Regions from separate parts of the Mus musculus genome. Here regions 2, 3, 4, 5, 6 and 7 are each linked to region 1. The links are chromatin contacts, called in public Hi-C, Micro-C, capture Hi-C and promoter capture Hi-C maps. All regions are on one chromosome and are shown on one strand. The core of a region is the stretch at or near the end of the contact, and the rest is flanking DNA. Distances in the headings are between cores, read along the strand shown.

Region 1 (3,537 bases), core at 766-3,265:
CTACTACCACACCCAGAACCCCCTCCTAGTCCCGCTGCCAACGGCTGGCCCAGTCCGGACGCGGACAAGGAAGCAAAGCAAGAACAGCAGGAGAGGGAGGGCTCCCCTCTCGCTCACCACACCCAAAAGGACTGAGCCACAGCCATGGTTACAGGGAAGCCAGAGAGGCCATTGACTTGCCTAAGGCCATGGGGAGAGCCCGGCGGCCATTCAAATTCCCTGCCCCTTCCAGCTACACTCACCACTCCAACAAGCCACACAAGTCCAACCCAGAAAGACCACGACTGAGGCTTCTGCTCAGGCAGCTGTGCCCCACAGAGGGTCTACCCTCACTCTAGACTCCCTCCCCCACTCCCAGAGAATAAGTCCCTCCCACATACTAAGGCACAAGGAGGGAGGCAGACAGATACCGGGCTGTTCTGATGCCTGCAATACATGGATACTGCTGGAGGTCCTGGGATGCCCTCAGCAGGCATTGAGGACAATGTGCCTCAGGAGAGCCTGCACAGGCATCACACACACCGAGAACACATAAGCCTATCCGAGTCCTGATGGTATAAGGGCTTAAGGGCAGAGGGGGTACCTTCTGGAAACCCCTGGGCCAATGGGTTGTTGTCCCATCCTCTAAGACCTGGTTCCCAGCTGGGGGGAACCAGACCCTCACCCAGACCATGGGCTGGGTCAGCATCCCAATGCCCTGACCTCTGCCCTCCTAGGCAGTGCTCCTGAGCTGTGCCCTTCTTCCCATCTCATCTAGAGCCGCTCCACCTCCAGATCATGGCCAACTCCCAGCAGGCCAAGCACCCAGTCATGGGGGCCCTCAGTACTGCTCATGTAATACAGAATCTTAGCCACTTGGCCATAGGGGAAGACAGACTCAAGCCTCAGTGGACAAGCGGTTTGCCTGAGTCAGTCTCATGCCAGCAGATCTTCTCTACACGCCCACTTCTGAAAAGAGGGGCCCCTAAAGGGTGGGGGAAGGAGGTGGGGGCAAGGGCAAGGACAGTGCCTGAGAGGGGTACAAACACGACTATGCCAACAGCTGGTCCTGCCAGTCTTGGGGCGTTCAGGCCCCGCCCTCACCAGGATTTACCCAGAGGAGCACAAGCCACGTGGGTCCACTGGCTAGAACACCCATCACCCTCCAGCAGAAAGGGCGCCACCTGCTGATATGAACAGAACCATACACACAATGTACTGCCCCCCAGAGCCCACCAGACCTAAGTCCCAACACCAAAAACACCTACAGTCACTTCCCATCCCTCACGGCCTGGAGCCAAAATTCAGCTGACCTGTGGCTGGGGCAGGCTCCGGACCTGGTCTGGCCAGGGTCCCCACGGTGGTGGCAGACACCACAGGGGTTTCAGGTGCCCCCTCCTCACGCTCCTTCCTGCGATAGACCTGCCGCTCCTCACGGGCAGGGTCCTCAGCTGGCAGAGGCCCCCTCTTTGGTGGGCAGCCTAGGGGACCTTGCATGGTCTGCACATGGGGGGAGCGACGACGTGCAGGTATCACCATGGCGACAGGGCGGCGCACACGCTGCAGAGAGGCAGGTACAATCTCCGGTGGCAGGTGTAAGTACTGGCGTAGGTGGTCAATGCCCTCGTTGGTCAGGTACCAGTAGAAGTGGCACCAGGCAAAGGTCTCCCGCACCAGGCCCCGAGCTTTCAGTGAAGCCATGGCACGCATGACCTGTAGATTGGTGACGCCGGGCACATGGGGATGCAGGCTGCGGGGTCGCCGGTCCTTCTTGGCAACCATCACCCCCTCACGGAAGAGCACCTCATAGATGGCCCGTAGCCGGTCCAGCGGCATGAGCATGCCAGCCACCATGGCTGCTGGAAGCCTGCCGGTCAGCACAGGGTGAGGACAGCAGGTGGGGCACAGCCAGGAGGCTGATGAAGCTCCTTTGGCACAAGATGCAGCAGGGGCCACTGGCAAACAGGCAGGCAGGCTCCGGTTCTAAGCACAAGGGCGCAGGCTCAGGGGCAGTGCGGCTCCAGAGCCTTGCTCTGTGAATTCCTGCGCCGGCAAGGCTGCCTGTCTGAGCCTCCCGCCTGCCCGCCCTCCAGGACGCCTGGGCCGGCCCCCTCTGACTCAGCAGCAGGGCCGGTCCCTCCCACCCACTACTGGCGGGGGCCCCTTGAAGAGTGGGGGGCACCAATAAACTGCCCCTCCCCACCCGGGCCACATAGCTCCAATGTCAGAAATTACATGTGTTTCTAAAACACTTGTTCAAGGTTCTCAAGACTGTGTGAAGGCAGGACGGAGTGTAATATGGATCAAGAATCAACCCCGCCCCCCTCAGAAGAGAACAGATGGGCAGAAAACAGGGAGCAGAGAGAGCAGGAGGGTCCTCATAAGGACAGCACCCCCTCACTGTGATCTCAGGGTGAGGTGAGGTATCATCTGTCCATAGCTATCTAAAGGAGGGGTTGCGCAAAGTAGAAAACTAAAAGAATCCAAGGGAGGAAGATTAGGGTATGGAGAAGAATCTGGGGTGTGGTGGTGGCCAGAGACCTGAAGGAGAAGAGTGGGAGGAGCTGCCAGGACGCACAGACAGTTGGCGGCAGGCACCACTGCCGCTGTCCATCAGAAAAGGAAAGGGACAGTACTGTGCCCCTCTCACCAGATGACCATGGAACGTAACACTTCCACGACAGGCTAGATTAGGGTGGGTCCAGAAACAAAGCCACTTTCCAGTCCAAGACCTCTGAAGAGAGCTCTGGGTGAGGCCTCTTTCCTCCCACACCTTCAGTGCAGCTGTTGGACGCCAGGGACTCCCAGCTGCCATAGGGAATCAAAGTCACCAAGTCCCTAACACCCCAGGCTTGGTGGCCCTGACATCCAAAAATTCCCTACCCCCAGGCAGCCTGAGTGTCCACTTGTGGCCGGAGGGGCAGGTGCTGTGGAGAGGACACGAGGACACCAGCAGGAACTGAAGTGAAAGGAAGAGGACTGAGCTCATGCCCTAAGGGCTGCCTAGCACAGCTGTCACCTCTGCTGGGCCCTCACAACCGAGGGTCCCACACGCATGTAGCCTGTGCTGGGTGCCACCACCCAATACTCCAACTCTCCCTGTGGTGCCGCACCAAACCCCCCATGCCATTAAGGCTCTCCCTGAATGGACACACCCATTCCCACCAAGCACTGCAACCCCAGGAACTGATTATAAATAGGGCGGAGGCGGGGGATCCTGCGGTGGGAGGCGCTGGCCAGAGGCAGGCGGGCAGCCAACAAAGCAGTGCGTGGGGCGGGTTTATGGGCTGTCGCCATGGTGCCCCAGCAGACTCCAAACATACAGACACAGACCGGTGGCGGGTGGAAACTCTGAAGGCTCAGCCAACAGTCCCCAAAGCCTTCCCTGAGGCCAGCTCAGCCAGCTCACTGCGGCAGGGCTCTCCCTGTACCACGCCCCTAGCCAGACTTAGGCAGGAAGGGGGGCAGGCCCTCGGAGCCCAACCCTGGAAGTGCAGAGCAGCACTAAATTGGGTCTGTAGGGCCGAGAGTGTACAGCCACCACACCCCCTTCCCTGT
Region 2 (3,537 bases), core at 716-3,215, 500 kb after region 1:
CACATGGAAGAACCATTCAGGAGTAGACGGGAAGAGACAGGAGGAGGGGAGGGGAGGGGAGGGGGAGGGAGGAGGAGAGGAGAGGAGAGGAGAGGAGGCTGGCCTGTTCCATTCAGCACATCTCACCTGCTTACGGAGAAGCCTGCCCCGATTGGCCCCAACTCGTACAAAGCGTTTGTTTTTCATGTTGAGTCGAATATAGTTCCCTCTGTCTAGGGAAGCTGGTCGAGGAGAGGCATGGAGGTGGGTTGTGCCCTTAGCCTTCTCTGTCCTGGCCTGGTTTGAGGAATTGCATGGCTGAGGGACATTCACTTGTGTGGGTTCTCCTGGAGGGTCTTGCCCATGTACTGTAGCCCTGGCTCCCTCAGACAGGGGTCCTGCTCCGCTGCTGGGCTGGTCTTGTGCAAAGTCCTCCCCCTTCTCATTCCACTTCCGCTTCCTGCCTTTACTGTTGATGGATTTGGGGCTCTGTGACAAAACCTGGGCTGGCTGTTGGGCTATGGCCTCTGGGCTCTGTACAGATACTTCTGACTGGATGTCAGGATCAGCGATGTTCACCTTGCCTGACATCTGAGGCTGTGACTCCTCTGCACTCAGGTCAAGCCCACAAGCACCCGGAACCTCTAGAAGATCTGAAACTCTGTTGTGACACCTCTCTAACCAACCAGGGTCTAGGGAAGTCAACCTCCGGCTGAGGGATGATCGGAGCTGCTGGAGCTGGCCCAGCCTCGGCCGGGGCTCAGGAACCCGAGGAAGTGCATCGTCAGCTTCGTCTGGACAGGGGGATTCAGTCTTTGAGCCTGGTGGCCTTGGGGCAGGAACTGTGGACAAGGATCTCTTCTGAAGCTGGAGTTTTCTGCTCTGGGTTGGTCCAGTCTAGAAAGACAGAACAGCAAATCGGAATTCAGGACCTGGGTTACTGCAGAAGTTTGGGACAGACAATAAGAGTGGAGATGCCTGAGCACCGTTAGGAACCTAGTCCCAGTTATTACAGGAGCGTACGTGCGTGCTATAAGGAAGGGTGGACATAGAAGGACCCTGGCAAACCACCCAAGGGCCAAAGGCAGTTCTGGGTTCACCTCCACGTCTTACCTGTGTTGTGTTTTTCAGATTGGCTTTGAGCCTCTTCCCATAGTCTTGTACAGAACTCAGTAGGCTCTGTTTTGGCATAGACTGCGTATTCTGCGTTGCAGCTCGACTCAGGTGGGGACCCCAGCAGCTTGGCTCCTGTGCCTGCAGTAGATAGTAGCAACCTAGACCAGTTTAAAAGATGGCATGGGCACAGAAGTGCCTCTAAAGCTTCCCCTAACCCCCATGGGAGGACCTGGCCACCCAACTTCTGTGCTCCATGGAGGCACGGCTGCAAAATGCTCTCGGTTCCTGCCATTTGGACCACAGACCGCTGAGAGTGGGATTCACTGATACCTCCTCAGCTGCCTCGGCAAGTGATTGCTCTAGGACACGATGTCTGTCGTCAGCCTGACGCACCGCCTGCTTTAGGTTACGGTACTCACGGTAGAGCGCTGGGAAGGCAGAAGTCGGCGGTCAGGGGCATACCCACTAACATTCGCCCTGTCCCTGGTCCACCAGCCCAGTGCTCACCGCGGGTCTCTTCAGGTGCCGCCTCCACATCCCCCTAGGAGAGAAGCTTGTCAGCAACAGGCTGCGCCAGGATCCCCCACTTGCCGCCCCTGTCCGGACCCTAACTCCACCTCACCTTCGCTGGCCGTCGCCCGTGCAGCCGTGCAAAAGCGCGTTCCCACTCCTGTAGCCGCGCGCGAACGGTCGCGAGCCGCTCCATGGCAGCCCGAACGTGAGTTTAGGGGAAATCTCCCGCCGCCACCGTAAAGTCCTGTCCTTAGCCAATGAGAGCGGCCGCCGGGCGGTGCTGCAGATGCTCTGAGCCCCCCGGGGAGGGGGCGGGCCTATGAGTTGTTGCGTCATCACAGCGCGCCCCGGCGCTGCGCGGAGCTGGGCGAGGCTTGCTGGGCGAGGAAGGGTTGCAGGCCTTGGTAGTCGGGGAGGCGGATGAGCGGGGGCCGCGGGGCTGGGATTCGAGTCGAGCTGAGAGTCAAGCAGCCGTTAGTGGTCAGGGCACTTGGACGGCAGGTTCGACGGGGACTGGCGCTTGAAGACCACGGCTGAGGCGGATTCTCGGGAGGTGCCGCCGGCGCGCGGGGATGGGCCGCAAGCGAAGGGAGACCTAGGGGCGGGCGAGGCCGGTCTCGGCCTGTGGCTCCAGGCTCGCCCGGGTCAGTTGATGTTCCGGGCTTTTTGTTTTCTCCAAGGATCCGAGCGTGCGCGTCTGTATGCCGCAGAGACCGCTGTGTCCTGTGTGCAGTAGCATCACCCAGAAGCAATCCTTGCTTGGAGGCCAGGCGGGCTGCCACCGGTTCCTCTTATGACAGGTGTTTGGTTGGCTTGTCCTGTCAGTTAGGCAGTCCTATTATCTTAAGCTAGAGCCAGATCAAGGACAGTCACGCGGGGTTCCCCAGGGACGCGTGCCTTAAGGACTCGTAGGAGATGTTAGAAGCAAGCAAACCCTGGGCTTCATCAGTCTTTCTGGTCCCCAGTCTTGTCCCTTGCTGCGGCTTTGCGTAAGGCCTAGGCCCTGGTTTTCCATTCTGTTGTGGGCTGAGGACTGTAGCATAGTTCTGAGGGTAAGGTGTTTTGCCCACAGGAAGTCTACTGACCCAGGATAGCAAGAATCATTCAGGCTCAGGATCTTTTGTATGTGGCTTCTCAGCTGGAACGCTTTAGCAGTTTTGGCTTGGATCGTTATGAATCTCGTGAATTTAAGACATGGTTTCTCAGTGAAGAGGAGGTACCCGAATAGGAGACAAGGACCACAGAGGGTGAGAGTTGCTCTTCCTCAGGGATTTCTCTGCCTAGTTATACCCTAGAAATCCGCTATCTCTGGAGTTCAAACTCAGGGCCTTGGTCTCAGATGCTGCACACCATCTGTTCACAGGATCCTTTAAAAAACAAAAACAAAAAAAAAACCCCAGAGCCTGGCACTCACTAAGCTGTGTTAGACTTCTTTAACTCCAAAGGCACATCTACGTGGAGGGTCAGGATGTTAGGCTACTGGCTCTGGAGGAATCCTCTGTTGTCAGTCTGGTGGGAAGAGAGGTCTGGGATTTACTTCACTTTAGAAAATATTTACTTTCCCTAGTCGTAGGAAAATACACCATGTGCATGTGAAAGCTTCAGGTCAAAAGGGGGCACCTGCATCAGTTCCATGTGGCTGTGACATACCATGTTGGTTCTGGAAACCAGGCTGGGGTCTTTTGCAAGATCGGTAAATGCTCATAACTGCTGAACCATTTCTCCACCCCACCCTCCCACCCCCATTTTACAAGCAAACATGCAAATCTACTAGAACTCAATAGTGGGCTAGCCAGCCAGTAAGGTTCAGGGAGTCTTCTGTTGACTCCAGTGCTGGCTACAGAGCTGTGTCACCTGTATCCTGCTTTTACATAGGTTCTGTGGTCTGAAATCAGGTCCTCATGTTCAGTAAGAGCTATACAGAAAGGC
Region 3 (3,537 bases), core at 710-3,209, 450 kb after region 1:
AGCACCCTTCAGGGCCCAGGTGATCACCAGCCACTGCCAGCACCATGCCTCCTCCCAGAAGCAGGTTGGCAGAAGAGCGGTCCCCATTCACCCAGTGAAAATCGAAGGCCAGAAGAGGCAGACCGATGACTGTGGCAACCCAAGCTCCAGCGAGACAGTCTTCATGTGTGCTCGGCCCTGGGGCCAACATAATGATGGCAGCAAAGGTCTGGAGCAGGAAGCCGGCAGCTGCTCCTCGACTGGACTGTTGACACCGGGAAAGAGAGACACGTTAAGGGAAAAGAAGCCATTTAAAAGCAGCCACTTTTAAGTAGGAAAGAGTTTGGGACTGTTAAGGAGTCCCAGCCTCCCATGGGAGGAGCATCATCCTCTTTCTAGTGGAGGGATCTACATAGTTTGTGAAAGTAAGAATATTCACCTGTAGCCGGGCATGGTGGCACACACCTTTGATCCCAGCACTCAGGGGGCAGAGGCAGGCGGATTTCTGAGTTCGAGGCCACCCTGGTCTACAAAGTGAGTTCCAGGACAGCCAGGGCTATACAGAGAAACCCTGTCTCGAAAAACCAAAAAAAAAAAAAAAAAAAAAAGAATATTCACCTGTACAGAGCTCACCGCTGCATGCAGGGACACCCCTGCCAATACCAGGTGGGACAGGACAGTGCTCCATTCAGTCCTGGGTTTGGAAACCATGACACGTTGAATAGTAGTGAGTTTGAGGAGATAGGAAATGAATCTTCAAATTAGGAGAGAAGTACACACAGAGGCTGGCGATCTGGAGTCCTTAGTGGAGCTCTTCAGGAACCTCGAGTTCCAGAGACCTTTGAGTAGACATTAGAAGAGATTCAGTTCCAAACTTTTTGGAGCCCTGAGGTCACTGGACTCACCTGCAAGGAAGAAGGACTAATTTCCTGGGGAAGGGGAATGGGATTGGAATCTTGGCGCCCAAGCGTGGTATCAGCCCAGGGACTCAAAACGGCAAGAGGAGCTGTCTCTTGCTGTGGTCTGGGCACGGTCCTAGTTATGGCCTTCCATGCCTGAGAATGATAGAAGGGAAGAAGCAGCAGCGGAGCACAGGCAGCGCACAACACCTGGAGACGCGGAGCTGAAGGCCCGAACCCGCCCACAACAGTCTGCCCCGCCTCCTAGCCCGCCCTCCCGAGGCGCGGATTGGAGCAGCCGGCTTACATCCACTAACGAGAGGAGCTCCGGCTAGAGCGGCGGGGCGGGGCCTGTGGAGGGCTGCGGAGGCTCTAGAGGGGTGGGGCTGGGAGCGCGGAGGTGGCGACCAGAGGTTCAGTACTAGTTTGTGGTTTAGATAGTCTCTTTACATTACCCTGGCTGTCCTGGAACTTCCTGTATAGACCAGGCTGGCCTCAGACTCACTGAGATTTGCCTGTCTCTGCCTTCTGAGCGTTGGGATTAAAGGCATGCGTCACAGCCCATGATCTTCGGCACGGGTTTGCTGGAGCACTGGCATTGCGAAGCGCCCCGGGTCTGAGCCGGGAGATGTAGGTGGGGCTTCGGGGCAGCAGGCGTGGACTGAGAAAAGAGGCGGCACTTCGAGGGGTCTAGGCGGAGCTGTGAGAAGGGCCGGGGTGGGGCTTCCAAGGGTTATTGCTTAGCTGTGGGAGGGGCGAGGTTATGACCGAAGGGGAGGTCTGGGCCGGGCTGGGTCCGGCTCCCGGGGAGGGGTGGAGTCTGGGCGGGGCTATCGAGGGAGAAGAGGTTGTACACCTGAGAGCTGAAGGCTCGGTTCCCTTGCGCGTTTCTTGGTGGGGGTCTTGATGCGGGATTCCCAAAAGAGACTAGACAGCGGCTAGAGGTCTTTGCGAAAGAGGGACTAAAAACCGCTTGATAGGGCCTTAAGTACAAGTTTTGCAGCTCTTCGCAGTCGCCCCTCAGTGAGGGCCCTCCGCCCGTGGAAGATCGTCCGTGGGGGCGACCGCCGCGAGCATGCGCATGGGCACTGCGGCGGGCGGGTGCAGAGACCTGGTGCGGGGACGCGGGGCGGCGCGAAGAGGTGCTCTCTGCCGCCCCGCGCCCCCATGTACGCCTTTTACTCTCTGCTCATCTACATCTTCTACAGTCTTTTCCGCAGGGATGGCGGGGCTGCGGCGGTCTCGGACCCCGGGGATCCCACCCAGGTGAGCGGAGTGGGCCTGCATCACGGTTGGTTACCACCATCATTCTGAGATTTGGTCGTGGCTGACCTGTGCAGCTTAAATCCTTAGGTACCTGCTCTGGGAAATAGGGCTGTTCAGAGACCAGTATGGTCTCTGTTGTGGGGTCAAAGATCTCAGCCCCAACCCCTTGGCCCATTTCAGAAGCGAAAGGGTCGCACATACTGCCAGTACCCTCACTTGCACCTCATGCTCTCTTCCCAGAAAAGCGGCGGCCAACCTAGGGGTCGTCGCCGTCCGGATCAATTCACATCAGAACTGTGGTCCGAGCTGAACAGCCTGGCCGGTAGGTGCATACTAGGAGCTGCTGGGGAAGGAAAGGTCCGGGGGATACCTGCAGTTGGTGTACTGTAACCTCACCGGGAGGGAGAAAGGCCTCTCCTCCATCTAGTAATGCAGAATGCTTTTTCCTTTCTCACTTGGCCTCCTCAAAGGCTGCTCAGAATCTGAGGATGGCCAGAAAGGAGCGGAGGGTGGAGCAGCTGAGGTGTCCCTGGAAGAGGCACTCATGCGTCTTGCTGAGTTCCTCTCCGTCCAGTTGGGGGCAGAAGAGAGCTGCGGGACGACTCCTGACCTGGGCAAGGTGAGCGATACCGTCGCCAGCAATTATTCCTTTCCCTAGCCTCTGTGGTCCTCTCACTCCCAACACCTCTGCTTTGGTTCTTACTTCCTTCACAGCCTGGTGAAGTCCCCCCACTGTTGACAGTAACAAGTCAGCTCTTGGCCCTACTGGCATGGACACGGAGCCCCCGGGGGAGGCAGGCCCTGCTCCAGGGGACTCAGCCAACCTGCCCCGTGCAGCCCTCCACTCTAGATGGTCTGTAAAGAGTATCACCATTAGTGGAAGGAGCAGGATCTATCAGAACTAGCTCTGCTCACTATGCCAGACATCTCCTCACTTGTAACTGGCCTCATCCCTCTCCAGGGTCTCTTTCACAAGAAGAAAGCTCCTCTCAGCCCACTCCCATCCTGGATGAGGTACCAAGGGATGAGACCCAGGAACATCAGCCTCTCCAATTGGAGGAGGAACAGAGAGTTTGGCAGCGGTTGGAACAGCTCATTCTTGGACAGGTAAGGACTGTCAGCGACTGGGTGGGTGTGAGACCTAAAAAGGCATTCTGTCCTGTCTCTGACTCCTCCACAGCTGGAAGAGCTGAGACAACAGCTGGAGCAACAGGAAGAAGAGCTGAGTAGACTTCGTCTGGGAGTGGTGAGGCTTTTGGGGTGGGCATAGGGAACAAACAGGCTGAAAAGTCAGGGGAATTTCAGGTGGGTCCTGATGATATCCCTCTCTGTCAGGGGGTGACAGATTCAGAGAAGAGAGTCCAGCACCTCACATTGGAGAACGAAGCCTTGA
Region 4 (3,537 bases), core at 422-2,921, 460 kb before region 1:
CGGCGGGAGAGGCGCACCGCGGTAGGTACCTGGAGCTGGGGCTTGGCGGCGGGGTGCGCAGGGCGGACAGGAGGACCCCGGCAGCTGCGGCTGCACCGCCGGAGCGCGCGTCCCGGGCCTCAGAGTCTGAACCGAGACCGGGGCGGCCTGCGCAAACTTGTCCCCGGCCGTGGCGAGGCCCAGGGTCCGGCACTCACAGAAAGAAGTCGGGTGCGCCTTTGGCCGCCCCGGGGCCAGCCTGCGCTGGCGAGGGCTCCCGAGGGAAGCCGGCCCCGCCCGCGCCCCCGGGGCCGCCCCGGCCCGCCAACTTCTCGTATTTCTCCTTGTACAGGTCCCGCTCCTTGGCCAGACGCCCCACCTCCAGCTTCAGCTGCTCCACCTGGCTCTGGAGCTGGCACTTCTCGCTCTCCAGAATGTGCCGCTGCTGCACCCGCTTGAAGCGGCACGACTGCGCGTAGCCGCGGTTCTTGAGCGTGCGCCGCTTCTGTTTCAGTCGGATGACCTCCTCCTTGCTGAAGCCGCGGAGCTGCCGGTTCAGCTCCCGCACGGACATGGATACCAGCTGGTCGTCGGAGAAGCGCTCCTCCAAGCGCACGTGGTGGCCTGCGCCGCCTCCGCCGTGACCCGCGCCTCCGCCGTGGTGGCCAGAGCCTCCGTGGTGGTGATGGTGGTGATGGTGATGGTGGGCAGAGTGATGATGGTGGGCAGTGTGGTGTGCGCCGTGGTGGTGGCCGGCACCCATGTCGTCCGCGCCGCCGCCGCCCGCGAAGCTCTGACCCCGGAAGGCCTCATAGGCCGCAGCAGCCGCCGGGTGATGCGCGCCGTGGTGCGCGCCGTGGTGGCCGCTGCCGATGAGCGCCTCCACCGCGTCCTCCGGCGTCAGGTTGAGCGCCTCGGGGTTCAGGTGGTGCTGGTACCCGCTCATCCAGTACAGATCCTCCAGCACCGCTTTTCCTGAGGCGCCCCCGACAGTGCCGGGGCCTCCACTCGGCGGCCCCGGGGCGCCCCCGGCCTGAGCCGCGCTGCCCCCGCCGCCCGCGCCGCCGCCTGTGCCCGGGCTGGGTGCGCAGAAGCTGGGCGAAGAGGGCACCGAGGAGCAGGGCGTGCTGAGGGGCGTCGAGGACAGCGAGCCGGGCGGCAGGCGGTGGCAGAAGCGCTCGGCCTCGGGCGGCTCCTTCTTCACCTCGAACTTCATCAGGTCGAAGTCGTTGACGTACTCGATGGCCAGTGGGCTGCTGGGCAGCTCTGCGCCCATCGCCAGCTCCGCGGCCATCGCCCGGGGCCCCAGCCCCGCCGCCGCGCCCGGCCGCGCCCCGACGGGCGGCGGGGGAGCGTGGGGGGAGCCGCGGGCCTCTCTCCCCCTAGCTCCCCCCCGGGCCGCGGTGGGCTCAGGCTCTGGTCGCGCCGCCGAAGGGCGCAGCAGCAAAAGTTTCCTGCTGTCAACTCTGGGCTGTGCTCAGGGGACGCCGCCGGCCAGGCCTCTCGGGTGGCCCCCCGGCCCGCTACGAGCGGGCGCAGGGCCCCCAATCCTGCCCTCCTCCTCCTTCTGTTCCTCCGCGGTCCTGGCCTGGAGGGTGCAGAGGCCGCGCCCCGGGCTCAGCCGCGCTCCGGGCTCTCCCGCCCGGCCCCGCCCCGCGCCCCACCCGCGCTGCCGGCCGGCCCCGCCTCCCTCGGCCCGGCGCAGAGCCGCACAAGCCTTTATAGAGACGCGCTTCTGGGCCCGCCTCCCCAGGTGGGGGCCGACGCCCCCGGGCCAATCGGAGCCCCAGACCTGCCGCCCTCATTTGCCTATCCCCATGGCAACCCGGAGCCCAGCTGTCAATCTCCTGCGGGAAACAGCTGTGGGAAGGGGTGGGGAAGGGCCGTCGGCAAGAGGAGTGGGCAGGGCCCCCTGGTGGCCGCCGCATGGGACTGCACAGCAGAGGGCGCGAGACCAAGTGGCAGATTCTGAGGTTCCAGGATCGTAAAGCCAGAGAGTGCAGGGAAGCTGAGGAGGCCCTCGTCCAGGGTACTCCTTCGGTGTCTCAGATCCATTAGGTGGTCTAGCTGGCTGTGTCCCGCACCAGGCCCAAGTGGCCTGGAGTCTCCAGAATGGGGACCTCTAACTATCCTGACACCGGTGACTCCCGAGCTGCCCGGGAGCGCCAGCTATTTTTATCCTGTGGTTGGGATGGGTTCAGGAATTCAGTCAACAAAGTTGCTGGCACCTCGGGCGGCGGGATGCACGGTGGAACCGCAGGCCTCTGAGCGTTGTGGTAGGTGGAGTGGGACAGACGCCTGTGGCCACCACGGGGCTAGAGGAGCAGGTCTCGGGTACTCCCTGCGTAGAGAACCCATTTCTCTGAATTGAATTCATGGGGCTGATGGGTCTGGACGCCTGCAGAAATGCCCACAAGGAATCTCAGACCCAGCTGCCCACCAGGGCGGTTTGGAGGAGCCTTGCTGGGTGGGGGCAAGTTGGAGTGACAAGTGGCAAGCAGATTGCCACCGTCACACTTGCTGAATGTCTCTACACACCTAGTAGGAGGCCGCTTCCGAGCAAAAGAAAGCCACAAGGACAACAGGGAGGGTGGGTGACAAGATGTGAGTTCTGTGACACCCTCCCCTCCCCTCCCTCCTCCAGAATTCCAGATCCCAACCGAAGATAGAAAGGGCGTGCATTCACGAACAACAGCTGGATGTGACCCAGAGTGCGGTTTTCTCCTCTCTGTTATCTATAATCTTATATGCCGTTGACTATTAAAAATAATAGACGGGCAATGGTGGTGCAGGCCTTTAGCCCCAGCTCTCCCAAGACAGGAAGATTTCTGGGAGTTCAAGGCCAGCCTGGTCTACAGAGCAAGTCCCAGGACAGCCAAGTCTGCACAGAGAAATCTTGCCTCGAAAAACTAAAAATCAATCAATCAGTCAATCAATCAATCAATCAATCAATCGATTCTTAAATATAAACCATTTGTGCACAAGGTGGAAAAAGTTTGAAAGGGTATTCACAGGATACCTATCCAGGATGTCATGGTGCCAAGGGCTTTGCCTACTCCCTCTACAGGTGCCTGCTATTTCACAGGGGATGCCTGGCAGCTAGGAGCAAATAGCTCCCAGCTCCTTCCCTCAGTGTCCAGACACTCCTCACCTTCATATTCATCTGTGCAGGCTTGGTCTTCAGAAACAAACAAACAAACAAAAAAAGCATGAGGAAACCCCTACAAAACTCTCCCCTCAGCCTGTTCCAAAGGAGACTTCGGGGAGCCATTGGAATGTCTATCTTTGGGACTCTACAGTGCTGAGGTGGTAGCCACAGCCATCAGTGTAATCATGCCCATTCTACGGATGAGGAAAGGAGGCCGTGAAAAGCAACTGGCCTTGTCCAAGGTAACCTATATCAGATCCACCTGTGGCCAAAGGGGAGCCTTTGAGTTAGAGCACGAGGTCTCACCAGGAGAGCCAGTGTTTCAGTTCTCTATGTCTCCTGTAGCCTGGCAAAGGCATTAGACTAGGACACTCAGCCTGAGCCCCAGAAGCTCTGGGACTTAAGGATGA
Region 5 (3,537 bases), core at 610-3,109, 420 kb after region 1:
CTGCTGCTCTGCACCTATGGCAGAGTTCAGCCCACCTCCCACTCCATCCCTGGTACATATTCCTCAGGGACCATCTTCCTAGCGCGACGCCATGTTCTCCCCAACCATTGGTGTGGTGGTGGGTTTGGTAGACTGCTGGGCCAGCCATGGAGGCTGGATGGGTGCAAGTGTGCATGTGTGCGTATGTGTGCATGTGCATGTGTGCGTGGCAGCTTAGACTTACTTCTCCCGCTCCCGAGCATTCTTGTAGAGCTTTACTTCCTGTTGGAAAAGCAGGCAAGAGTCAGTCAGCATCTCCAGGCGTGGTTATAGAACCAGTGACAGCCACATGGTGTTTGCAGTGGCCAGGTGAGGATCTGCTACCTACCTCATACAGCTCCGGCTTGTTCCCAGGGGCTGCAACAGAGCAAGGAGGAGCTGACAAGGGTGACCCCAGGACAGGCCCACTTCAGTTACGTCCCAAGAAGGTGTCTCCCATGCCATGTATCACAGAGCTCAAAGGGAAGCACAGAATAGGGGCTCCAGCCTCACCTCCTACCAATATGGCCTCTAAGAGGCTACATACAGATTGCTAGGTTTAGCTCTCTTCCCCCGCCAACATGACTGTAGTTTGTACACAGAACCACAACTTGGTACAAATAAAAGCCTGTCAGATGCTTCACACATGCAGTTGGAGACCCAGAGTTGCTCAGGATGCCAGAGGTTCTGACCACATTGGAGTATATTCTCGCTCCCCAGCAGGGTATTGCAGGGGCCCTCAGATTCCCACCAGAAATAATTCTGGCCCTAGTCATTACCCAGGGCCTAATGACTACGGGATGGACGTAGCAGTGTGGTCCTTTCCCAACAGCCCCTGCAACAGGGAAAGCCTTGGCTCCTCCCCTTCCTCCCAGTTTAGCCTACACTCACCTCCAACACCAGGAGTAGCTGGGATCCCGTGGAACATCCTGCAGGCCCAGGCAGCTATACAGCACAAGAGACCTGGAAAGCAGAGCCAACACTAACTCAAGGGTCCCCTTACACCTTAAGAACTGGGCTCTGGAGATCAGAGCGTTGTGAACAGCTTTCCTGCTCTCTACAGGAACGGCACAGGATGCTAAAGGACTGTCATGGGGGAATGTCATGTCAGGCTTTGAGGATGAACATCGAGTGCCATGGGAGTCCTGCCTGTTAGCTGGGTTAGGGTAGGGAAGAGTAGCTGTTAGAACTGGGGCAGCATCTTGGGCACAGGGGAAGGGCATTGTTGCAACATCTTTCAGTGGAAATGAACTGAGACTAGGTGTCCGGGGCTTTCTGTGTGTGAGGGAAAGTGTGGAGGTAGGTTTTACCCTAATCTGTGGGAGATACTGGAGAAATGAATAAGGGCAAGCTTATTGGTTGATGCGGCAAAGTGGCGGAGGCAAGGCCCAGGATAGGTCCTGTCTAATAAGGAAGCCAGCCCAGACACGCCTCAGGATTTGAAATGGGGTGAAAACAAATGTTCAAGGAAGATGGTCAAACTGAGATGGAGTGGCTTGAGGAGCAGCGAGAGCTACCGAGGTCGCAGGAGCTAGGAATAGCCGGCGGAGTCGCAGAAGAAAGGTGGGTACCCTCACAGACAGGGGAACCTGAACTGTGGACCAGCAATGCCACTTGACAGCGCCCATCACCTACTGAGACACTGGCCGCGCGGCAAGGGCCGCTGAGCCCCAGAGGAGACGGGACCGGGACACCTAGACCAAAGGGTTCCTATGAAGAGGGGACCCGGCCACCGCCGCTGTGTACCTGGGGCGTTTGGAGTCCCGGAGATGGCGACAGAAGCTCGGTGCTCGCTTTTTCCGCCTGCGCCTGCCGGGAAACCCGATCGGCAGCTCGGCACTCATCCTCTAACCTTGAGCCTACGCACATAGCAAGCCAAATCCATTGATCGGCACTCGGCTTTTTTTGCCTGAGCTTGCGCTCTGGAGTAGCTCCGCCTGTCAAGGCTTTTACAGCTCACATCGCCCACCCTTTTCGCAGAGAGCTGACACAAATGAGATAGCAGCATAGTTTATTAAGGTTTTTCTTTTTCTTCTGGAGGAAACGGCAGGACTAGGATCAGAGGCATTTAAAGAAGAGCTTGGAACTTTGGTCCATTGTGCACGCACCCTCTGGCAGTCTCTGACACACCGAGTCTCGGTCTTTGGTGCTCAGGTCTTTGGTGCACAGTTGCAACTCCTGCAACTGCACGAAGATCTTGTCCCAGAGGTCAGAGTTCAGCGGCCCTTGAATAGAGCAGCCTGTGGGGGTGAGGAGGAGGTAGGTTTAACTTACACACCCACAGGAGGCATAGTGCTTATGTTGTACCTCGGAGCCTACATTTTGGCTTGTCCCATCATAAAAAGGACTCAATATATCTGTATACTGTGGGCCCTCGGATCTCTGGAGGCTAGTGAATGCCAGGCCTTGATCAAGTCAGAGATCCCAGTAGGCTCAAGGTTGTCAGGGAACTGGATGAAGCGCACAGCTGCCAGAAATACCATTGTGTTGGGAAGAGGGGGTGAGATACAGGAAAAACCCAGGGACTCCCCTGTGCTCAGTTTTTATCCTCCAGGGGGAAAGGCTGCCACCCTCAAATCTCAGCTGGGCAAGGCAGTGGCAGGCCAGGCCATCAGGCACACTTATAAGGTGGAGAGTGCGTTGGTGTAACGGGACAAGCTAGCTTATTAGTAGATAAGGCAAGGAAGGAGGGAGGGGGGCAGGTTGAGAGAGCAAGCACCCCTTAAGCGGAACTTGGATCACTGACTGGTGGACAGGAATGAGGAAATAAGGTTTTCTGCAAGTAACAATGATTTGCTACCCTCCTGACCCAGAAAACCCCGCAAAAACAAAAGGTCCAAATCATGCCTGCCCTGGTGGCATCCGCCTTTAATCTCAGTCCTCTCCAGGTAGAGAGGAAACTTTACAGAGCTCCAGAACAGCCAGGACTACACAGAGACACCCTGTCTCAAAAAACAACAAACAATTTGCCACTCCAAAAGGAGGTTCAAATCTTCATGATCATTTTAAGAATACCCGAGGAGCTGCCTAGGCTGTGAGGGGGTGTGCATGTGTATCTGAAAAATGTCACTTTAAAGAAGCAATGTGCATTGTTTCAGAGGTCTGTCTATAAAGGTGGAGTTGGAAAATGTTTGCCAGGCCAGTCAGTCAGTGGCCCCCAAAGAAGTTTTGATATATGTTCTCTTACAAAGTTTGGATATATGTTCTCTCTGGTCACTGTTGAGTTTTTATGGTGAACTAACCCATGGGTTCCCCCTGTAAGTAAGTAAGATGATTCTCACTGAGAAGGAATAAACTGTTCCTAGCCAAAAGAGAAGGCTGCACAGAAGAAAGGATATCCCACAACCAAAAGCTAAAGGAACAGCTGGGCAGTGGTGCACACCCTTAGCCCCAGCACTCAGGAGGTAGAGGCGGGCAGATCTCTGTGAGTTCAAGGACATTTTGATCTACACAATGAGTTCCAGGACAGCCAGGCATATACAGAAAAACCCTGCTTGAAAACAAAACAAGCTGGGCAGT
Region 6 (3,537 bases), core at 320-2,819, 400 kb after region 1:
ACCTGTTGCCCAGAACAGTGACAGATTCTTGGCATTACCTTGAGCTCCTTTCAAACTCCACCTCTATCAATCCTGAACTGTCATAGCTGCACTGGTCCAGGCCACCATCTTGCCTAATGGCTACAGCCACTTCTTGACCATCTTTCTTGGACCTCTCTCCAACATAAGTTGGGTAAGATTATTTCATTGCCAAAACTTCCTGCTTGGAGAGTGTGTTGTGGAGGCCCTGCCCTGTTACTTCTTACCCGTTCTTTCCCTTCCTTCCTCCTTCCCTTAGCCTCTACCACAAAAACTTAACTTTCCTTGAAACCCCTTTGCCTAACTCCCACATACTTCCCCCACACTTCCTTGTCTATTTAAAACACATCTTCTATGAAGGTGAGATTTCCCTGTCCAGTTCTGCCACCCCAGTAAACTGCATGTTGGCAGTAATGCACAGCCATCAAAAGCACTTGTTGCTCTTACAGAGGACCCACTTGATGGCACAACTATCCATAATGCTGACCTCCATGGACACCAAGAATGCATATGGTGTACATACATATATACAAGCAAACACAAATGAATATGAATAAGTCTAATTTTTTAAAAAAAGCATCTGCCTTCTTGGCTTTTTTGCTTTGTTTTTAGACAAGAGGTTCACTATGTAGCCCTAGATGGCTTGGAAATAGTTTAAACTGGAACACCCAGAAATCTGTCTGCTTCCACCTGGGATTAATGGATCGAACTGGGATTAAAGAGCCACGGAAATTGCCTTTTTTTTGGGGGGAGGGGGGGAGGGCTTCCTGAACCGCTTGCTGTCTCTCTAGCAACCAAAACACCCCCGTTATCAATGTACTGATGAATTCATTCCACATTACTACATCTACTGACAATAGTCTGTCCCCGAGAAACATCCAGCCTTGCTCCTTTAGGAAGAAACGTTCTTCCACAACAAATCTGCTCAATCTCAGAAAGAGCTCTGGTTGTTTTGTACAGAAACACCCAGTCTCCTTCATTGGGTCTTACTCCTAGAGAGACACTGTGGCCGTCTGTGTGTGGCAGTATTGACTTCCTAAAGAATCATCGCCCTCAAGGGTTCACTGGCTTGTCTTTGCTGCTAAGCTCGTGGAAGGTGTGCAACAATCTCCTGAAAATCGATCTCCAAAGAACAAGCAGTAGACCGCGGGCAGAGGTGTCCGGGCAGGGTAGGATGAGGCCAAACAACGAGGCAGCGATGAACTGGCTCTGGGGCCCAAAGACCCTTGGCAAACCTCAGCTCCTGCACTGGGGAACCTGCCGAATGACTGCGGCACTGCCTCGACACGGCCTACCTCGGCGTCGCGGTTCAGGCGGTACACATAGAGCTGCGAGGTGCCGGCCACCACGAGGTTGCGCTCACTGTTGTTGAAGAAGTTGCAGTACATGGTAAACTCCAGCCCGGTGGGCGGGTGCGCCTGCTTGTACACCGCGTACATGTCGCCGCCACTGTCACGCCGGAGCCGCCGACTCGGGGGACAGGGACGGCAGCGGACTCGGTCCGGCCGCGCGCGCCAACCCAGCCACCGGGTTCCGAAGTACTGCGCCTGCGCTTCCTGCCCGGACCGCCTTCTAAGAGGACCAGGTGGTTGAGAAGCAGGGTTCCGGGCCGCTTCGCATCTGCGCCTGCGCGCCGTGGCTGCGAGCGAAGAGCGGCCCCTAGTGGCCTAGCTTGATAAGAACTGACGAGCAAGCGTGGTGGCACATGCCTTTTATCCCAGCACTTGAGAGAGGCAGGCATATTTCTGAGTTCAAGGCCAGCCTGGTCTACAGAGTGAGTTCCAGGACAGCCAGGGCTACACAGAGAAACCCCGTCTCGAAAAAAAAAAACAAGAAAGAAAGAAAGAAAAAAAAAAAGGACTGATGAGCCTCGTCACAGAGCTGGAGGGTGCTGGACCTCTGCTTCCTTCTGTTCTGTACCCTTCAAGACTTGCCTCATTAGCTAAATCCCAGAAAATAAAACAAGGGTATATAGGCTTGGAAAAGGATACAGAAACATGCAATATCGCCACCCCACTCTGTAGATGAGGTGATGTGGTAGATCACCCCTGTATCACACTAAAGATCTCTTTTTAATTGACTCTAGCTGCATATGTATCAAAAGGTGGCCTAGTTGGCCATCACTGCAAAGAGAGGCCCATTGGACTTGCAAACTTTATATGCCCCAGTACAGGGGAACCCCAGGGCCAAAACGGGAGAGTGGGTGGGTAGTGGATTGGGGGGGTGGGTATGGCGGACTTTTGGGATAGCATTGAAAATGTAAACGAGGAAAATACCTAATAAAAATAAAATAAAATTTAAAAAAAAAGATCTCTTTTAAAAAGTATTTTGTTGGCTGGGCAGTGGTGGTGTAAGCCTTTAATCCCAACACTTGGGAGGCAGAGGCAGAGGCAGGCAGATTTCTGAGTTTGAGGCCAGCCTGGTCTACAAAGTGAGTTCCAGGACAGCCATGGTTATACAGAGAAAACTTTTCTTAAAAAAAAACAAAAACAAAAACAAAAAACAAAAACAAGCAAGCAAAAGAAATTATTTTTTTTTCTTTTTCTTGATTTTTGAGATGAGGTCTCAACTACATAGCCCTGGCTGTCCTGAAACTCTGTAGACCCAACTAGCCTCGAATTCAGAGTCTACCTCCCAAGCCCTGGGACGAAAGCTGCCCAGACATGCTGGCACATATATACATAATTTTTTAAATATTTATTTTATGTATATGATACACTATAGCTGTACAGATAGTTGTGAACCATCATGTGGTTGCTGGGAATTGAACCCAGAACCTCTGCTTACTCCAGCCCCAGAGATTTACTTATTATTATATGTAAGTACTCTGTAGCTGTCTTCAGACGCACCAGAAGATGGAGTCAGACCTCATTACGGATGGTTGTGAGCCACCACCTGGTCGCTGGGATTTGAATGCACGATCTTCAGAAGAGCAGCCAGTGCTCTTAACTGCTGAGTAATGTCTCACCAGTCCTACATAATTTTTAAAATAAAAATCTTTCTGGGCTACACAGAGAAATCCTGTCTCAAAAAAAAAAATCTTGAAAAACAATACTCTTAAAATCTGTGACATCGGGCTGGTGAGATGGCTCAGTGGGTAAGAGCATCTGACTGCTCTTCCAAAGGTCCGGAGTTCAAATCCCAGCAACCACATGGTAGCTCACAACCATCCACAACCATCTGTAACGAGATCTGACTCCCTCTTCTGGAGTGTCTGAAGACAGCTACAGTGTACTTACATATAATAAATAAATAAATAAATCTTAAAAAAAAAAAATCTGTGACATCAAACAAACAAAAAAGCCGGGCATGGTGGTGCATGCCTTTGATCCCAGCACTTGGGAGGCAGAGGCAGGCAGATTTCTGAGTTCAAGGCCAGCCTGGTCTACAAAGTGAGTTCCAGGACAGCCAGAGCTATACAGAGAAACCCTGTCTTGAAAAATACCATAAATAAATAAATAAATAAATAAATAAATAGACCTGTGACATCATACGTCACATGTAAACCCCCAGCACTCT
Region 7 (3,537 bases), core at 615-3,114, 320 kb after region 1:
AACTCCTACCTAGTCAGCATCTCTGGCCATCACCTGGACTCCATCTTCCATCTCTCTAACCACTCACTGGACTTGCGGCTCGAACTCACATACCTCTCTACCCACTACTTTCCATTATCCTGGGTCCTACTTTGTTCCACGTTCTTGTTTTCTCCCCATGTCCCAACCCTACTGGGGGCCTTCTCAAGTCACCAACAGGGGACTAGGAAGACTGCCAGGGCACCCACTAGGGGACACCTTAACAGAAACAAGCTGCAGGTGGACATCGTTCATGCCAGTAGCTGCAGTTGTTCCCAAGGTACAAAATGGATCTCATAATCTCAGTCATGAATGCATACCCTTCAGGAGGCAGACTCTGCCTCGTTCAGGGTTACACTTGGGCTCTCAGCAACCATTGGGCCTGGTGGCATCTCGCAGGGTATGCTGTACCCTGACCCTAGTACTGAAACCCAACTCCTACACTGGCAGGGTCACATATGCAATCATCCAGACACACGCTCAGTCACATGGTGCACAGCGGCCTCAGAGTCACGTGGTCTCATGTAGTGGCACACAGACAGGCACACACACAGGGTCACACACAAGCGCACAAAGTCACATGGCCACACGCAGTCACATGGGCCCACACAGGCTTATGCTCTTGCAGGTCATACTTGCTCTGCCACCCCACACTGCTGGCACTCCTGTCCCCCTTGCCTGCATGCTAACAGTTGTCCTTGAACTTGGGCATCCTTACACAAAGAGCCTCCCCTCACTCCAGTGCCTTGGCTTCCCTTGCTCACCTCTTCCTCCCTAATCCTGAGTCCAGGGAAGATACTGCTGTTGCATCTTCTGGTACCTAGGCCCTGACAGGTGGGTGGCCCTGACAGACCCCAAGCCTATTCCCTAGAGTTCCCAGCATTCCCTAGCTGGCCCTAGCAAGGGGCTTTGAAGGTGCAGCCAAAAAAAGTGAAACAGATCCAGATTCCGGGGTATGGGTTTGCATGTGCCCATTTAACTGGGTCCTGTTGTGTCAGCAGGTGTCTGTGCAGCTGTGTATGTCTCAACAGAAGTCTGTGTGTGGGTCAGTGTGTGCCTTTAGTGTTTCCTGTTCCTGAGCCCTCTTTCCTACCTCTCCTCTACCCATACTCTGTCCTACCTATCTTGGAAGCTGTCTGGCCTTACTCTCTGCTCCCCTTTCCTCAGCCTTCCTTCTCTGTTCCAGCCTCAGGCTGTTTCCGTTGGATCTACATCCCCTCCTACCTTGCCACTCCACCCCCACACTTTGGCCACCCACCCCTTCCTGCAAAGCCCTGGGCCCTGCCCCAGCTGCAGTCCAGAGCGCACCTTTATCTTGCAGTCGCACTCCGAGATCGCTGCGGGCGCGCCCGTAGGAGCTGTCGAGGTCTGCCGAAGAGAATGTGTCAAGTTTGACCTTCTTAACCAGGAAGGACCTGGGCATGATTCCTGCAGGGCTCCGGCAGTGAGGGCCTGCAGAGCCGGGGCTCAGGGGGACTGCGTCCGCGGCGAGGCCCCGTCACCATCCGAGGAGCGGTGGAAGCAGCACTGTCCCCTGTCTGGCCTGTGGATGCTGCTGGGCGAGTGTGGTCCTCTCTCTTCTTTCTGCCCTGCGTCTTTTCTTCTTCCTCTCCGGATCCCTCCTCTCTTTCTCTCTCCTTCCTTCCTTCCTTCTTTCCTTCCTTCCTCCTCTTCTCTTCTTTTCTCTTCTTTCCTTCCTTCCTTCCTTCCCTCCTCTGGTCCCGGCTTCCCAGCCCGCAGTGCCGCCCCTGGACAGGCGGGGGAGGAGGCTGGGGGGGCGGAGAGGGGGGGAGCGGCTCCGTCCCGGGCCCGGAGGCTGCGAATGGGTGCAGGGCTGGCCCGGCCCCACGGCCCCCTTCCCCTCCCCCCCCCGCCGCGGCGGCGGAGCCTCAGTCAGCGGCGCCCCATGCCCCCGGGGGCGGCAGCGCCGGGCCAAGAGAACACGACAGTAGCAGCGGCAGGAGCACCAGCAGCTTCAGCACCGCGGCCAGCGCTGGCTAGGGCAGCACCGCGGCCAGCGCCCGGGCGCGCTCAGCTGGCGTTGCCGGAGAGGGGCGGGCCACCTGGGCCTGGTCGCGGGGCGGGGGTCCTCGGCGGGGGTCTCTAGGAGGCTGGCTTTATTGTTCTGCAGTCAGAGCGGGCGGCGGCGGCAGCGGCGGGCGGGGGTCCTCAGGGGGAGGGGTGCTCAGGGAGGGCGGGCCGAGAGAGGGAAGGAGAGAGGGAGGGACGGGGGTCCGGGGGCGGGGCTCCGCTCTCGGACAGCTCTGGGGCAGGCCTTCTGAGCCCGCAAGCCTCTTCTGCCTACCGCCGAGCGCAGCCTCTGGCTTTTAAAGCCAAGCGCTGGGGGAGGGGGTGGGCGGGGAGGGGAAAAGGCCGGCGGAAATGGCTGCGCCGGGCTGGGTCGGGCCAGGGTCTCCTGGGAGGGGTCCTGGGGATGCCTCGCCTGGACTTGTGTGGAGTTCCCCCGTGCGGCTCGGGGAATGGTGACCTGATACTTGGTGGCATAATCGGGCGTGTGGAGAGAGATGGGAATGGGCCTGGCACTCTCCCACCCCAGGCTCTCGTTCTTTTGGGGAGAACGCAAGCGGACCTCAGTCGAGTCCACGCTGCCTCCTTTAAGGTCTGGAGGCTAGGTGCGGGATGTACGGAGGCGGGGAGAGGCGGGAGACCAAAGGAGTGAATGCTGAGGCAGCGAAAACGCAGTGTGGAAGCCTGTGTGTGCCCTGTGCCGCAGTGCCTCTTGCCACTCTGTCACCTCGGCTGACCCTGTGCCCGCTGGAGGGACCTTTCTGTCCCTGCCACTCCCGCGGGACGGATGTCCAGCACAGTGGCGTCGGTGCAAGATGAGTGTGCATGGCAAGAGGGGCTGCCATGCCCCTGTTCCAGAAATTCCGCTTCACTGGTGGTTTCCGCCCTTCCGCGCGTCTGCAGCTTCTTCAGGAAGCCCGCAACCAGGCGGATAACCCTTCCCGTGGCCGCCCGCCCGGAGTTTGCAGCCCCCATGACGTCAGGCCCAACGGCCAATGGCGGGGCACTGGGGGTTGGGGGCCTCACAATGGCAGCGCGCGGGTGCATATGTCCCCAATTAGGGCTGGGCGCCGCCATTGTCCCTTCTTCGCCCCCTCCTCGCGTTGGGGTCTCTGAGCTGAGCTTTCCCCACGCAGCCTGCTCCGGCTATCGACGATGGTCGCGGAGCGGCAAGCAGAGACTGCAGCGTGGTGACCTTATACGGACTGGCCCGGCGGGCGCAAGTGCCAGGGCGCCACAGCGGTGCTGAGCTCAGCTCCTTTCCTCCTGCTGCATGCTGGGCTGCTACCGGCATCCACTGCCTCGCGTTCGGCCACGGTGGGTGTAAGCTACCTGCCCTACACTGAGCGTGGAGACCACTCTCCTGCTTTATGTTAGCGACTTCGCTCCTCGGCGGCGGGACATTCATCTTGCGTGGCAGGCGCTCCCGAGGGGCAGGACGGGTGCGGCCTCCCCCTTATCGCTGAACAGCAGCCGGCGAAGCTCGCCGTA

The links. A called contact is a pair of places that touch in the nucleus more often than the background predicts. Capture Hi-C pulls out chosen DNA fragments and counts their contacts.
Region 2: a Hi-C map of pro-B cells shows a contact between it and region 1, with 3 times the contacts expected there. The contact joins the promoter of Lrrc14 here to the promoter of Plec in region 1. A contact is called at or near these places in 3 of 39 promoter capture datasets (the HPC-7 cell line, liver and pre-B cells), 7 of 484 Hi-C or Micro-C datasets (CD8 T cells, Th1 cells, nephron progenitors and 4 more), 3 of 115 datasets of contacts at active chromatin or transcription factors (double positive thymocytes, memory CD8 T cells and trophoblast stem cells) and 2 of 9 other capture datasets (liver and macrophages).
Region 3: a Hi-C map of double positive thymocytes shows a contact between it and region 1, with 3 times the contacts expected there. The contact joins the promoter of Kifc2 here to the promoter of Plec in region 1. A contact is called at or near these places in 1 of 39 promoter capture datasets (pre-B cells), 5 of 484 Hi-C or Micro-C datasets (CD4 T cells, LSK cells, double positive thymocytes and 1 more), 1 of 115 datasets of contacts at active chromatin or transcription factors (thymic regulatory T cells) and 1 of 9 other capture datasets (adipose tissue).
Region 4: a Micro-C map of embryonic stem cells shows a contact between it and region 1, with 1.9 times the contacts expected there. The contact joins the promoter of Mafa here to the promoter of Plec in region 1. A contact is called at or near these places in 2 of 484 Hi-C or Micro-C datasets (both in embryonic stem cells) and 1 of 115 datasets of contacts at active chromatin or transcription factors (memory CD8 T cells).
Region 5: a contact with region 1 is called in a Hi-C map of uterus, with 5 times the contacts expected there. The contact joins the promoter of Vps28 here to the promoter of Plec in region 1. A contact is called at or near these places in 2 of 39 promoter capture datasets (the C10 cell line and pre-B cells), 3 of 484 Hi-C or Micro-C datasets (B cells, embryonic stem cells and uterus), 2 of 115 datasets of contacts at active chromatin or transcription factors (bone marrow-derived dendritic cells and regulatory T cell precursor) and 4 of 9 other capture datasets (adipose tissue, embryonic stem cells, liver and 1 more).
Region 6: a contact with region 1 is called in a capture Hi-C map of macrophages, with 4 times the contacts expected there. The contact joins the promoter of Cpsf1 here to the promoter of Plec in region 1. A contact is called at or near these places in 2 of 484 Hi-C or Micro-C datasets (B cells and Th1 cells) and 4 of 9 other capture datasets (adipose tissue, liver, macrophages and 1 more).
Region 7: a contact with region 1 is called in a promoter capture Hi-C map of pancreatic islet. The contact joins the promoter of Scrt1 here to the promoter of Plec in region 1. A contact is called at or near these places in 14 of 39 promoter capture datasets (3T3-L1-derived adipocytes, the HPC-7 cell line, cranial neural crest and 9 more), 1 of 15 datasets of contacts at CTCF or cohesin (embryonic stem cells), 8 of 484 Hi-C or Micro-C datasets (CD4 T cells, the G1E-ER4 cell line, Th1 cells and 3 more), 8 of 115 datasets of contacts at active chromatin or transcription factors (the SCID.adh cell line, bone marrow-derived macrophages, embryonic stem cells and 4 more) and 3 of 9 other capture datasets (adipose tissue, liver and pancreatic islet).

What each region holds. Positions count from the first base shown.
Region 1 is chr15:76,204,306-76,207,842 of GRCm38.p6, forward strand. Plec (plectin) reads right to left here and starts at 2,016. Exons shown (of 33, transcript NM_001163540.1): 1 at 1,293-2,016. The coding sequence starts at 1,833.
Region 2 is chr15:76,708,676-76,712,212 of GRCm38.p6, forward strand. It overlaps Lrrc14 (leucine rich repeat containing 14), which reads left to right and starts at 1,966. Exons shown (of 4, transcript NM_001358891.1): 1 at 1,966-2,252. Recql4 (RecQ protein-like 4) reads right to left here and starts at 1,884. Exons shown (of 22, transcript NM_058214.3): 1 at 1,718-1,884; 2 at 1,603-1,636; 3 at 1,426-1,523; 4 at 1,093-1,233; 5 at 127-876. The coding sequence starts at 1,801.
Region 3 is chr15:76,658,622-76,662,158 of GRCm38.p6, forward strand. It overlaps Kifc2 (kinesin family member C2), which reads left to right and starts at 1,960. Exons shown (of 18, transcript NM_010630.3): 1 at 1,960-2,144; 2 at 2,385-2,466; 3 at 2,615-2,763; 4 at 2,859-2,997; 5 at 3,106-3,251; 6 at 3,325-3,390; 7 at 3,480-3,537. The coding sequence starts at 2,046. It also overlaps a transcript of Cyhr1 not described here.
Region 4 is chr15:75,746,650-75,750,186 of GRCm38.p6, forward strand. Mafa (v-maf musculoaponeurotic fibrosarcoma oncogene family, protein A (avian)) reads right to left here and starts at 1,672. Exons shown (of 1, transcript NM_194350.2): 1 at 1-1,672. The coding sequence starts at 1,273. The coding sequence ends at 194.
Region 5 is chr15:76,624,225-76,627,761 of GRCm38.p6, forward strand. Vps28 (vacuolar protein sorting 28) reads right to left here and starts at 1,860. Exons shown (of 10, transcript NM_025842.4): 1 at 1,765-1,860; 2 at 910-981; 3 at 368-396; 4 at 224-261. The coding sequence starts at 946. Tonsl (tonsoku-like, DNA repair protein) reads right to left here. Exons shown (of 26, transcript NM_183091.3): 26 at 2,013-2,258. The coding sequence ends at 2,077.
Region 6 is chr15:76,606,022-76,609,558 of GRCm38.p6, forward strand. It overlaps Cpsf1 (cleavage and polyadenylation specific factor 1), which reads right to left and starts at 1,570. Exons shown (of 37, transcript NM_053193.2): 1 at 1,314-1,570. The coding sequence starts at 1,457.
Region 7 is chr15:76,520,265-76,523,801 of GRCm38.p6, forward strand. It overlaps Scrt1 (scratch family zinc finger 1), which reads right to left and starts at 1,865. Exons shown (of 2, transcript NM_130893.3): 1 at 1,327-1,865. The coding sequence starts at 1,441. It overlaps Gm46533 (a long non-coding RNA gene), which reads left to right and starts at 3,277. Exons shown (of 2, transcript XR_001781743.2): 1 at 3,277-3,363.